Regions from separate parts of the Triticum aestivum genome. Here region 2 is linked to region 1. The links are chromatin contacts, called in public Hi-C maps. All regions are on one chromosome and are shown on one strand. Each heading gives the region's core, a stretch centred on a gene start, on an enhancer-like site or on the middle of the called end of the contact. The rest is flanking DNA. Distances are from core to core; before and after follow the strand shown. Region 1 holds the start of LOC123044017. Region 2 holds the start of LOC123044020 (10 kDa chaperonin, mitochondrial).

The links. Hi-C and Micro-C count contacts between places; a contact is called where the count stands out from the background.
Region 2: a contact with region 1 is called in a Hi-C map of leaf, with 5 times the contacts expected there. The contact joins the promoter of LOC123044020 here to the promoter of LOC123044017 in region 1. A contact is called at or near these places in 3 of 5 Hi-C or Micro-C datasets (leaf and root).

What each region holds. Positions count from the first base shown.
Region 1 is chr2B:152,233,544-152,238,955 of IWGSC CS RefSeq v2.1, forward strand. It overlaps LOC123044017, which reads left to right and starts at 2,740. Exons shown (of 6, transcript XM_044466634.1): 1 at 2,740-3,025; 2 at 4,054-4,107; 3 at 4,182-4,215. The coding sequence starts at 2,960.
Region 2 is chr2B:152,411,389-152,416,800 of IWGSC CS RefSeq v2.1, forward strand. LOC123044020 (10 kDa chaperonin, mitochondrial) reads right to left here and starts at 2,143. Exons shown (of 3, transcript XM_044466637.1): 1 at 1,905-2,143; 2 at 739-881; 3 at 1-114. The coding sequence starts at 2,015. The coding sequence ends at 66. LOC123044019 (protein N-lysine methyltransferase METTL21A) reads left to right here and starts at 2,276. Exons shown (of 8, transcript XM_044466636.1): 1 at 2,276-2,466; 2 at 2,570-2,637; 3 at 3,727-3,846; 4 at 3,927-4,000; 5 at 4,406-4,457; 6 at 4,563-4,664; 7 at 4,779-4,887. The coding sequence starts at 2,378.

The DNA of each region.
Region 1 (5,412 bases), core at 1,490-3,989:
AGCTAGAGCTAGAGCCTCCCTGATCGCCATGCATTCGAGTGTCGCCGGTTCAGAAATTCCTGCAAAGACCACAGCTGAAGCTCCCAAGAAATTTCCGTCTGAATCTCTTGAAATCGCTGCTACAGCTCCATGTCCTCTCCATCTTCCCACTGCAACATCAACATTAAACTTTGCCAGCCCTCCAGGTGGAGCGATCCAACCTGTTCTTCATGGCACAGGTCTTGCAATCTGCCTCGACTTGATGGACTGCAGTGCGTTGAGTTCAATCACGTAAGAATGTACAAAAGCTTGGACTGAAGACGGGCTTTGGTAGATGTGCTCATATATTGCCTTGCGGCGTGCACCCCATAGTGCCCAAAGAGTTACCACAAGAATTGTGAACTCATCATGAGATAACGCCTCTTGCATAGAGAAAAGCCACCTCTTCGGATCTGGTTCCTCGTTGCTGTTCAACACATCGATGATGCGTTCAGAAGATAGCGCCCATGTGCTTCGAGAAACAGTGCATTTTAATAACGCGTGCCTCCACGTATCTTCGGCCCCACACAGGCAACACGCGGCCGACTCCGCCATGTTTCTATGATGCAACAGTGCGGCCGTCGGGGTAGTCCGCCTAGCCAATCTCCAAAGGAAGATCTTGAGTTTCGAAGGCACCTTAATTCCCCACAGCTTTGCCCAACCATCGCCATCAGCGTTTGTATGAGAAGATCCATCTTGCTAATATAACCAAGCTTGGCGGCTCAATTTTCTCTGCTGGATCATTCTATACGCAGTTCTCACCGAGAAAATCCCCCTTCGGTCTTCACTCCATGCCCAAAAATCTTCAATCTGTCTGGTGCAAAGAGGGATCTGCAATATTGCCTCCACATCAATCGGTATAAAGGTTGACCGAACTAGCTGCTCGTTCCACGAGGATGTGGCGTGGTTGATTAGTTCTGACACTTTATGTGGCGGATGTGGAACAAGAGATGTGATTGGCCTCTTCATAAGTGAGCTAGGTATCCAATTGTCACGCCATATGTCGGTCGTTTCGCCATTTCCAATTCTCCTTACTAGTCCTTGCACCATAATGTCCCTTCCGTCCAGAATAGCCCGTCAGATCTGCGATGGATGGTGGCCCAATTCTGCTGCAAACAAAGATGTGTCCGGGAAATAAACGCTCTTGAGAATGCGTGAACTCAAGGATGTAGGGTTTTGGAGCATATTCCATGCCTGTTTTGACAGTAGTGCCAAGTTAAAAATTTCCAAGTCCCTAAAACCAAGCCCACCAAGATGTTTCGGCTTCATCATCTCGTCCCAGGAAACCCAGCTTGGCTTGCGTTTTCCTTGCTTACTCCCCCACCAAAATTGCCTGATCAATGAAGTGACATTCTCACATAAACCCCTTGGCAAACGGAAACATGACATAGAGAACACCGGAATCGACTGCGCCACTGATTTGATAAGCACTTCCTTCCCCGCAGCTGACAATATTTTCTCCATCCAACCTCTGATCTTCTCCCATACTCGGTCTCTCAAGTACCTAAAGGTGCCATTCTTGGAATGCCCAACATCCGTGGGCATCCCCAAGTACCTGTCGCTGAGGGATTCATTCTGGACATTCAGAGTGGTTTTGATGCTTTCTCTCATGCCCTGCGGGCATCCTCCGCGGAAGAAGATAGAAGATTTCTCGTGATTTATACGCTGTCCGGAAGCCAAACAGTAGCGCTCTAGCAGGTTTGATACTGTAACAGCCCCTTCAACACTCGATTTAAACATCAGCAGGCTATCATCAGCGAAAAGGAGATGGTTCACGACGGGCGCCGTGGATACCACCTTGATCCCTTCTAGCTGAGACGACGAAGAACTGGATTTCAGTAGGCACGAAAGGTCCTCTGCTGCGATTAAAAAGAGATATGGGGATATAGGATCTCCCTGCCGAATACCTCTGGATGGATGAAAAGTGTCTAGTCTCTCACCATTAAAAAGCACCGAGAACGATACAGACCACACCATGTTCATAATGATTTGTACCCAGGCTGGAGCAAAGCCCAATTTGATCATTATCGCCTGCAAGTAATCCCACTCTCGCCTGTCATATGCTTTCATCATATCAAGCTTTAGGGCACAAAAGCTGTTAACCTTGGCTTTGCTGCGCTTCATAAAGTGAAGACACTCATAAGCACTATTAATGTTATCTGTGATATGTCTTCCTGGCACAAAGACGGACTATTCTTCTGAAATAATCTTTGGGAGAATCTGCTTCAATCTGTTCGCAATCACCTTGGACGCAATCTTGTATAACACATTGCATAAACTAATAGGCCGGAATTGAGTTAGCATAGTTGGATTCATTACCTTTGGGATAAGAACCAAAACAATATCATTGATGCTTTCTGCACTCTCCTCACCCCGAATAATCCTCAACACTACCTCCGTCACCTCAGCACCACACATCTCCCAATGATGTTGATAGAAATGAGCTGGAAAACCATCGGGGCCGGGTGCTTTGGTTGGAAACACCTGAAAGAGGGCTGTCTTGACTTCTTCCTCCTTGTACGGTGCAACGAGAAGATCGTTCATCTCTGCTGTGACCTTAGTTGGTACACAATTGAGAACCGTTTTCATGTTGCTAACTTCCTCAGAGGTATAAAGAGATTTATAGAAGTCATGTACCATTGCTTTGAGTTCGTCCGGGTCATCAGTCAGAGTCCCAAGAGAATTTTGCAGAGATAGAGATAGAGATTTGCTTCGGGCCGAGAGAGGCCCTAATCTGCACAAACCCTGTATGCGGCTAAAAAAAAGGCCAAAACAGTCTTGGGCCCTTGACTGAGAGAGCACGCACAAGCGCGGCGCAGTCGTCTCGGGTGGACTCCGTCGTCTCTTCTGAGTTCGAGACCGACCGAAACGCACAGGCGTCGGAGCGGCTAGGCGAAGGCGGGGCCCAACGCCGGCGAGCGTCGGCAGCGTGCTCGCCGCCATGGACGAGCAGGAGTTCCGGCGCATGCTCGACCTCTTCCCCGTCGTCCGATCCCGCGACTACTGCGTAATCCATCTCCTCCCCCCTCCTCTAATTCTCTCCTGTTTCCTGAGCATGGGAAAAAATTTGTGTGTTTGCGGCGCGGCAGTGGTGCCCTTGCCCTTGCGGGTTTTGAATTGGAGGCCAGAGAAATCGCGATTTTGCCGGGGTAGGCGATTTTGGTGCGGGTGGCTGTTGATTGGACTAATCCTAGGTCTGTGCGCTTGGAATATGGCTCTGGATTTGGGTAACCTTAGGGTTGGTTCTGGCGACCCTTTAGATCACGCGAAGCCTATGGTATCACTACGCTGATCTTGGAAGTGTTGGTCTTGTAGCAACCCATGGAGCTCACGAGATGTAAATCTTCCATCAACAAGGCGAACATCAGATCCACAAGTAATTATCAGACTGATATTTCTGTGGTAAAGCAAATAAAAGAAGGAAAATCCATCCATATCCCGTTAAAGGACTTCAATTGAAATAAGAATATAAAGTCCTTGTTAACAATGAGAGCGTTTGTGAGTGCGATAAAAGTGTGTATGTATTTGTGTCCTAGCAAGACATAAATGGCAACTCTTTGTCTGGTCTATTGTCTGTATTTCAGAATTTCCCAGATTCCATCAGTTACTCCTACTTCTAGCCCCTCAAAGCATGTGATCCAGGTGACTATGTCTCCTGTCCTTTGTCATTTAAGTAAACATGCTAATATTAGCATCTGGCTAATATTAGTTAAGAATGTTAGTACAGCATCGTCAAGGTGCCGCGTCTCTTTCAAATAGTGTGTTTGTCATGAATATTTGATGTTAGTCAAGTTATAGCCCTGTGGTTAAGAGACGGTTAAACGGGCTCACGTATATAAATAGAAAGTGTATATAAATAGAGACGTGGGTCGAACGGTAACAAGGATTGCAGTAGTAACTTGACATGTAATCCTAAACATTCATGGTCAATGCTTCATTGCAGAAGGAACCGAAGGAAACATGGTAGGTGCTTGTTATCCTGTTACAAGACCTTGTGGTTACGAACTGATGCCAACTTTTCTTGCCAAAATGTAGAAGGATGAAGTGGAATCATCAAGCGAAGGCACCACACAGCAAACACGAGCTCAGGTATGGTTAATGTGATCAGCTGTGTGCTGCCTGATTATACTTGAAAATAACTCTGACGGGGCTATTTCTTGCAGGAGATAAAAGGAACCAAAAAGAAGGCTGCAGAAGGTATATGGATCAGCATTATTATGTTTCTCTGATAATTTTTTACCAGAGTTACATCTCATAACTGTTCCGGAACCACATCATCTGCCATTATCATTGTAGCGGCCTTGCACTTTGTTCATGTGAATCACATGGATATTCATGACCCCACATCTAGGGGTGGGCGTTCGGTTCCCCCGGACCGAACGGTTCGGTGCTTCGGTGTTCTGATTTTCTCGGTTCCTAGAAAACGTGGACCGATCGGTCTCTAGCAATACACAAAACCGAGCCTTCGGTGCCCCGATCGATCGGTTCGGTACTCGGTTTTGCACCGAACAAACCGAACAGCTGGCGGGTTGGGCTGGCGGGATGGGATGGCGGACTGCTATACTTGTTTGTCTCGGCTGGGCTAGATAACAACACGTGTTATGCTCAAAGAAAAAAATACATGAGGTGAGCGAGACAACATGCAACAACAAACAGTACCTAGGTTCACTAAAAAAAGATGGTTTGCGTCTTGTAGGGAGAGAATCAAAGGGACCAGCCCACGACACTATTTTCCACTCATCACATTAACGCGCCATCCCATTAATACAATTGATTTTTTGTTCGTTGGCTGGCAACACATAGCGTACATATGGGAACTAATTTATGGAAGACGCATGAGACAGTTAGTGGTGGGCCTCGGTGCTTCGGTCAATTCGGTCGCTTGACTGTGCAGACCGAAATCACCGAACTAAATTCGGTTTCTCATAATCGCTAACCGAGCATAGTACCGAACTAATCGGTTTCGGTCACTTCGGCTTCGGTTCAGGTTAAATCGGTCCGGTCGTTCGGTTTTCGGGTTATATGCCCACCCCTACCCACATCCCTATCCCTAAATAGCCTTAGATCTCTAGCATGCATCCCCGAACCTTTGGAATTTATTCGTGACCACACATCCCTAATCTCTAATTGGTCCTAGGTCTTAAGCCTGTGCCCTGTTGCTGTTGGCTTTCGTCTTTAGTCTCAGTTCTTCCTCTCACTAGTCTACTTCATAGAATTTTGTTCCTTCTAAGGCTTAATAACTCTTAAATCTCTATCAATTTCGCTTATTTTCTTCTATCTTTAAATCTTTTAGAACAAGACTTCTCACATAGGGCTGTTTGCACTTTTGACCACATTTTTGCCACATGTGGGATTCAAAGCTGGGTGGGCTGACTGCTGCCTGCAGAAACCAGC
Region 2 (5,412 bases), core at 893-3,392, 180 kb after region 1:
CATGGAAACTCTTAACATCCTCTCCTACTGCATTAAAGCAGCTGATGACTTCCGCACCATCTGAATCACTCGTGGAGGGTGCCCAGAATGTCGTCGTCTCTGTAGAGGAGGTACCTGAAAAGTTTCAGGTGCATTAGAAAAGGCGGATAAAACTGGAGGTTGCCAGGTGGGTAAAAATAGAACATGCTTGTTGTCACCCAAAAGTTTTGACAGAATGTTACATCTAACAACAAAGAGCATGTGAAAAGTGGCATATTAGTATAAAGAGCTGCTACCATCTTTAGTAATAGCAGAAGTTTCAAATCACAGTTAGATATTAGCACTTCCCAAGTAACACATCTGCTAATCCAACTACGCAATATAACTATCCAAGTTAAGGCAAAATGGCTTGATGTAGCAACACAGACCATGTGAAAGATTTTAGTACCAACTACCTAGTGGCTGTGGCAGCATCTGAATGATGAACCATATCAGGTGATACAATTAGTGATATACTGCTATTCGCACTTGAAAAATCACTCGCATATTACAACTTGTGTCCCAATAGAATTCATTATCCTACATTCATGGAGGGAATAATCAAATGCTGACAAGGCATGAAAACAATTGTTTCTACAAGTATGGAAATGTGCACTATGCTGCTGAATTAGGATGTTGCGCTTTGTTTTGCATCACACGCATCAAGAACATCACAACACCAACAACTGAAGTAATACGATGGTGAAATAAGTAACGTACTCTTTCTCAGGAGCAAGCTTGACTTCAAGACCGCCATACTCAGGCAGGAGCACATGGTCGCCTTCCTTGAGAGCAACAGGGATCAGCTTCCCTTCCTTGTCACGGCTGCCAGGGCCAACAGCTATCACCTTACCAGAGTTCAGCTGGATTCACAAGAACATTCTCAAGTCATGAACTGATTTGACAGTCAAATTATCAAAGACAACTCTGAAAAATCAGGGAACCTTTTCTCGAAGATAATGTGGGATTAGTTAAGTGCACTACTAATAAGAGTAATCAGTCAAGAACCGGTCAGTTAACTTCATCACTAATAGGATTGATCAGTCAAGAACCCGTCAGTAAACTGCACTACTAATAGGAGTGATTGGACATGAACTGACCAGTTTAAGTGGTCTGACAGGACTATTGAGGCAGAACTACAGTAAAACTAGCAATCTAGTAGCATGACAAATGTGAAAGCAACATTGGTGGTAAAAATAAACTCTTTGTGGAAGCAGAACTGACGGCATCTTCACCAATGAAACTACATTTGTTTAAACTAAATCATTCTAGCTAACAATCCGCAGGACACAAGGCGAATCTGAATCAGCCAGTCTAGCCACATCCCCATCTGCACAAATTCCACAATTAAACAATTTGCAAACTACGCAGCTATCTCTCTGCCTAACAAGTAACCATATCAGAATAATAAGCAATCTTCCCAGGAACAGACACCCCTCCTGTTCATAACTACTCCGTATGAACTATTGACGAACTAATGTTCTGAAAAAATACACAACTAATAGCACTGGGTCAGAACTATTGTACAACTACAACTTAGCAGTCTAGTAGCACGCCAACTGCAAAAAGTACAACATTGGTAAAAAAACGATTCTTCGTGGAAGCAGCACAGATGGATGTCAACTTGATTAATCGAATCCCAATTGCCTAAATTAGATCGTTCTAGCTTAGAATCTACCTACACAAAGCAAATCTGAGGCGACCGGCCTTGCAACACCCCCAACCGAATTAATTCCACCAGATAACGAATTTGCAACCTAAACGACCATCGCCCGCCCAAGATCTAAGCAGTCCCCAGACGGGATCCACGCATATATGAGCAAGAAGCAACATCTACCAGCGGCAGCGGCATCAGCAAAGGGGAGGGCGAGAAGGGCGCGCCGTACCTGCTTGGAGGTCTCCGGGAGGAGGATGCCGCCGGCGCTCTTCTTGGGCTGCACCACCTTCTCCACCAGCACCCGGTTGAAGGACGGGATCAGACGCCGAATCGCCGCCATCGCCGCCGACGAGATCAGACGCCGCTCTTCTCCTTCTTGGGAAACAAGCAAGAAAACGCGACGCTTCCACACTCTTCGCTTTTCGCCTCCAAGGATGGTGGGGTTTAGGGTTTTATGAGGGGAGGCGCGGTTGCGGGCGCGGTGGAATGACCGTCCTGCCCCTGCCAGCCCTAGAATGTTCCTGCCCGTGGGCCAGAGACAGCCGCGCGATGCTTACTACGGCCCAGTTAAGGCCCGTTATCGTAGGCTTTAGCCCACAAGGCGTTCCAACGTGCGAGGCAGCGCCGCCGCGAGCGAACTCCATTCCCTTTCCAATTTCCACCCTGCTGCTGCAGTCGCCGGCGGCGAGGAGGAGCTGAGAGATGGCGGACGCCGGCGGCGTGAGGGAGCGGGAGGAGGAAGAGGACGACGACTTCGTCTGCCTGGATCCGTCCTTCTTCATGAATCGCAAGTAGGGGTTTGCTCTCTCTCTCCACCCACTCGGGGTTTACTGTTCTTATGTAAGTAGCTGAATTGAAAGCTTCTATGCTGATTTCGTTGCTGGATTTGGGCAGCTACGAGATGAAGACCTTCACCTACGGCTCCCAGGAGCTCCAACTCCTCTGCCTCAGCTCCGCCTGCAGTTAGTGCCCCTACCCTTAGCTTCTTCCTTGCCAATGTTGCAAATTACTCGTCGCTAGCTAAGCGGGGGCAGTTCGATAAGCCTGTTGCGATGGTGAATTGGCAACGGGGGGTCTTGCCACTAGCTCGTTCTGTGTAAAAATCTACTAGGAGCAGGGACAAGCGTGGAGGTTCCTTAGTTTAGAGCAGAAGAGGGGATGGTTGGTTGAACTTGAGCAGCACATTGTGCTGCTCAAGTTAGTTACCGATGTTTTTGTGTCGACAATTACAAGTTGTTCAATCCAGCACTGTTTGCATGATAGCCCTGAATAATACTCAGTGTTAAGTTCCACCACTTGTTGTTTCATTTGGTCAATGAATTGCAGCATGTATGATTCAGGCACCGGCAGTTTGTTCTACTTGTTTACTCGATGAGGTGCTGATCACAAGTTTAATACCGTAAGAACAGCCTATCAATTGTAGATGGCTTGTTTCTGGTTGTGCAGTTACAGCTTAGGTAAAATGTTAAATGTTTCGAGCATGGAAATATGTCCGTGACATGTGATTTGGGCATTGTCTTCTTGTTGTCTGCATATGTAGCAAAAAAAAAAACGGATGTTCATTACACAGTCATGTGGCTCTAGGGCCACTTTTTACCTTGTCTTGTTTGTGAATCCTTCCACTGAGACAGTTCCATTCTAGTGCATGAGGATGTCAAAAGGCCCACGTATCACATGATCAAACTAATGAAGGGTCACAGTCATATTGGTTGTCACTAGGCAAGGCGACTCACTTTGTATCTACTTTTACAGCCATCGGAATGTACGCAGATTTTCCTAACAAAGTAACTCTCATTTAAGTGGTCACAGTGCTATCCATTGTCCGTCAGTTGAATTTTTTTAGACCTGACCATGCTACACTCAAGTTCTGTTGCTGCCGTGCAGCGAGATATGTGGAGGGTCTTATTTAATTAAGTCTCGTGGTTAATACACTAACTTGTCTGCTTGGATTTTGGTACAGGCTAAATGGCACCCATAGTAAAGAGTGCCAGATATTTATTATTTTCTTAGCATGTCGCCACCACTAACAAACAATCAAATGTTTGGTGCAGCTGATTATGATCTTACTGGACAGTTAGTATGGCCAGGTGCTGTTCTGATGAACACGTACCTATCTGAACACCCTGAGACTGTGAAGGGGTGTTCATTAATTGAGTTGGGATCTGGGATCGGTGAGACCGTGAGAGAATTCTCTATCGCATTTACTTCAAATTTTGATCTTACAAACACTGACACTATCATGACTTGCTAGGCATTACCGGAATATTGTGCAGCCGTTTCTGCAAAGAGGTGGTATTGACTGATCACAATGATGAAGTTCTAGAGGCAAGATTTAAACCTTCAGAATCTTCCAGTTTGACATTTTATAGAATGATTTTGAGACTTCCACATGTTTTTAAGATATTGAATTACTTGTTATAGCAATTTGTGTATGTGATATACATTGGGTTTATAGACATCAACATTTTCCAGTCTATGTATCAGCAATCATCCAGTGTACTGCTATATCTTCAAATGCTAGACCTAGAAATCAAATTCATTGATCATAAATGATGCAGGCATTGCACCGCATTAAATTTTCAGTCTGTCCGGCAACAATCATCCAATGTACTGCTATATCTTCAAATGCTAGAACTAGAAATCGACTTCATTGATCGTGAATGATGCATGACTTTGCACATGCCACACTTGGATCTTTCCTTGGACATAAGCCTTACATCTATTTCACAGATTATAAAGAAAAATATAGAGATGCAGTCATGTTCTGGCAATGCGGATGCAGGTTACCACTTTGTAATTTCCAGCTTATTACTATGTTTCATTGCTCTGACATTCGTTGAAATAAAACTATCCAGAAATTGAATCTGAACTGATACTTTTGTTGCAGTGTTGACTGCTGAGAAGCTAGAATGGGGAAATCATGATCATCTAAGCAATATCATTGAAAAACATCCTGTTGGATTTGATCTCATTCTTGGAGCCGATATCTATATCCTTCTAACTTTTCTATGCCCCTGTGGTTATTTTCAGTTCTGATCCCTTTTTTCTCTATTCCTTATGCATATATCAATTGCTGCATTTCGTGGACCTTGACTCGCAGAAAGCTTCCAGCAAGCTAGCATTCCATGTCTCTTTGATACTGTAGTGAAGCTTCTTCGTATGCAGGCCAATAAATGTAGATTTATACTGGCTTATGTATCACGAACCAAAGTGTATGTACTTTTTCAACTCATTATCTATGTATTTTTTTTAAAACTCATTATCTTCCCGTCCAAGACATATATGAGTAGAGTTCTGAATGCTTTCTAGAAAAAAGGTGCAGATAAATGCTGTCCATTATGATGTGCCAATTGCACTAAGGAATTGCTGACATTATAGTTGATTATTACATTATATTCGCATTTTATTTCTCCTTGCTTTATTCGTTAAGAATAACTACTCGCCCAGTTCTTGGATCATGTTGCGTTGACTAATCTGTATAGTTTGGGTCTCCGTCTGCCAATATAAGTATATGATATGCCATTTTGAATATCTTTGCTTAAAAGGTAGCTGAGGCACTCATGGATAAAACTGCCTAAAGAGACATTATTAGTCAGATTAGAACTTCCTAAGAAGCACTTACAATGGCTCCAAAAAATCAAAACGTTGCATATGCTAATGAGCGCTGATCCCTTGAGTCAAAATTGCTCACACTGTGATTCACTTGTACATAAAGATAAGAGATTTGCTGAAAATTC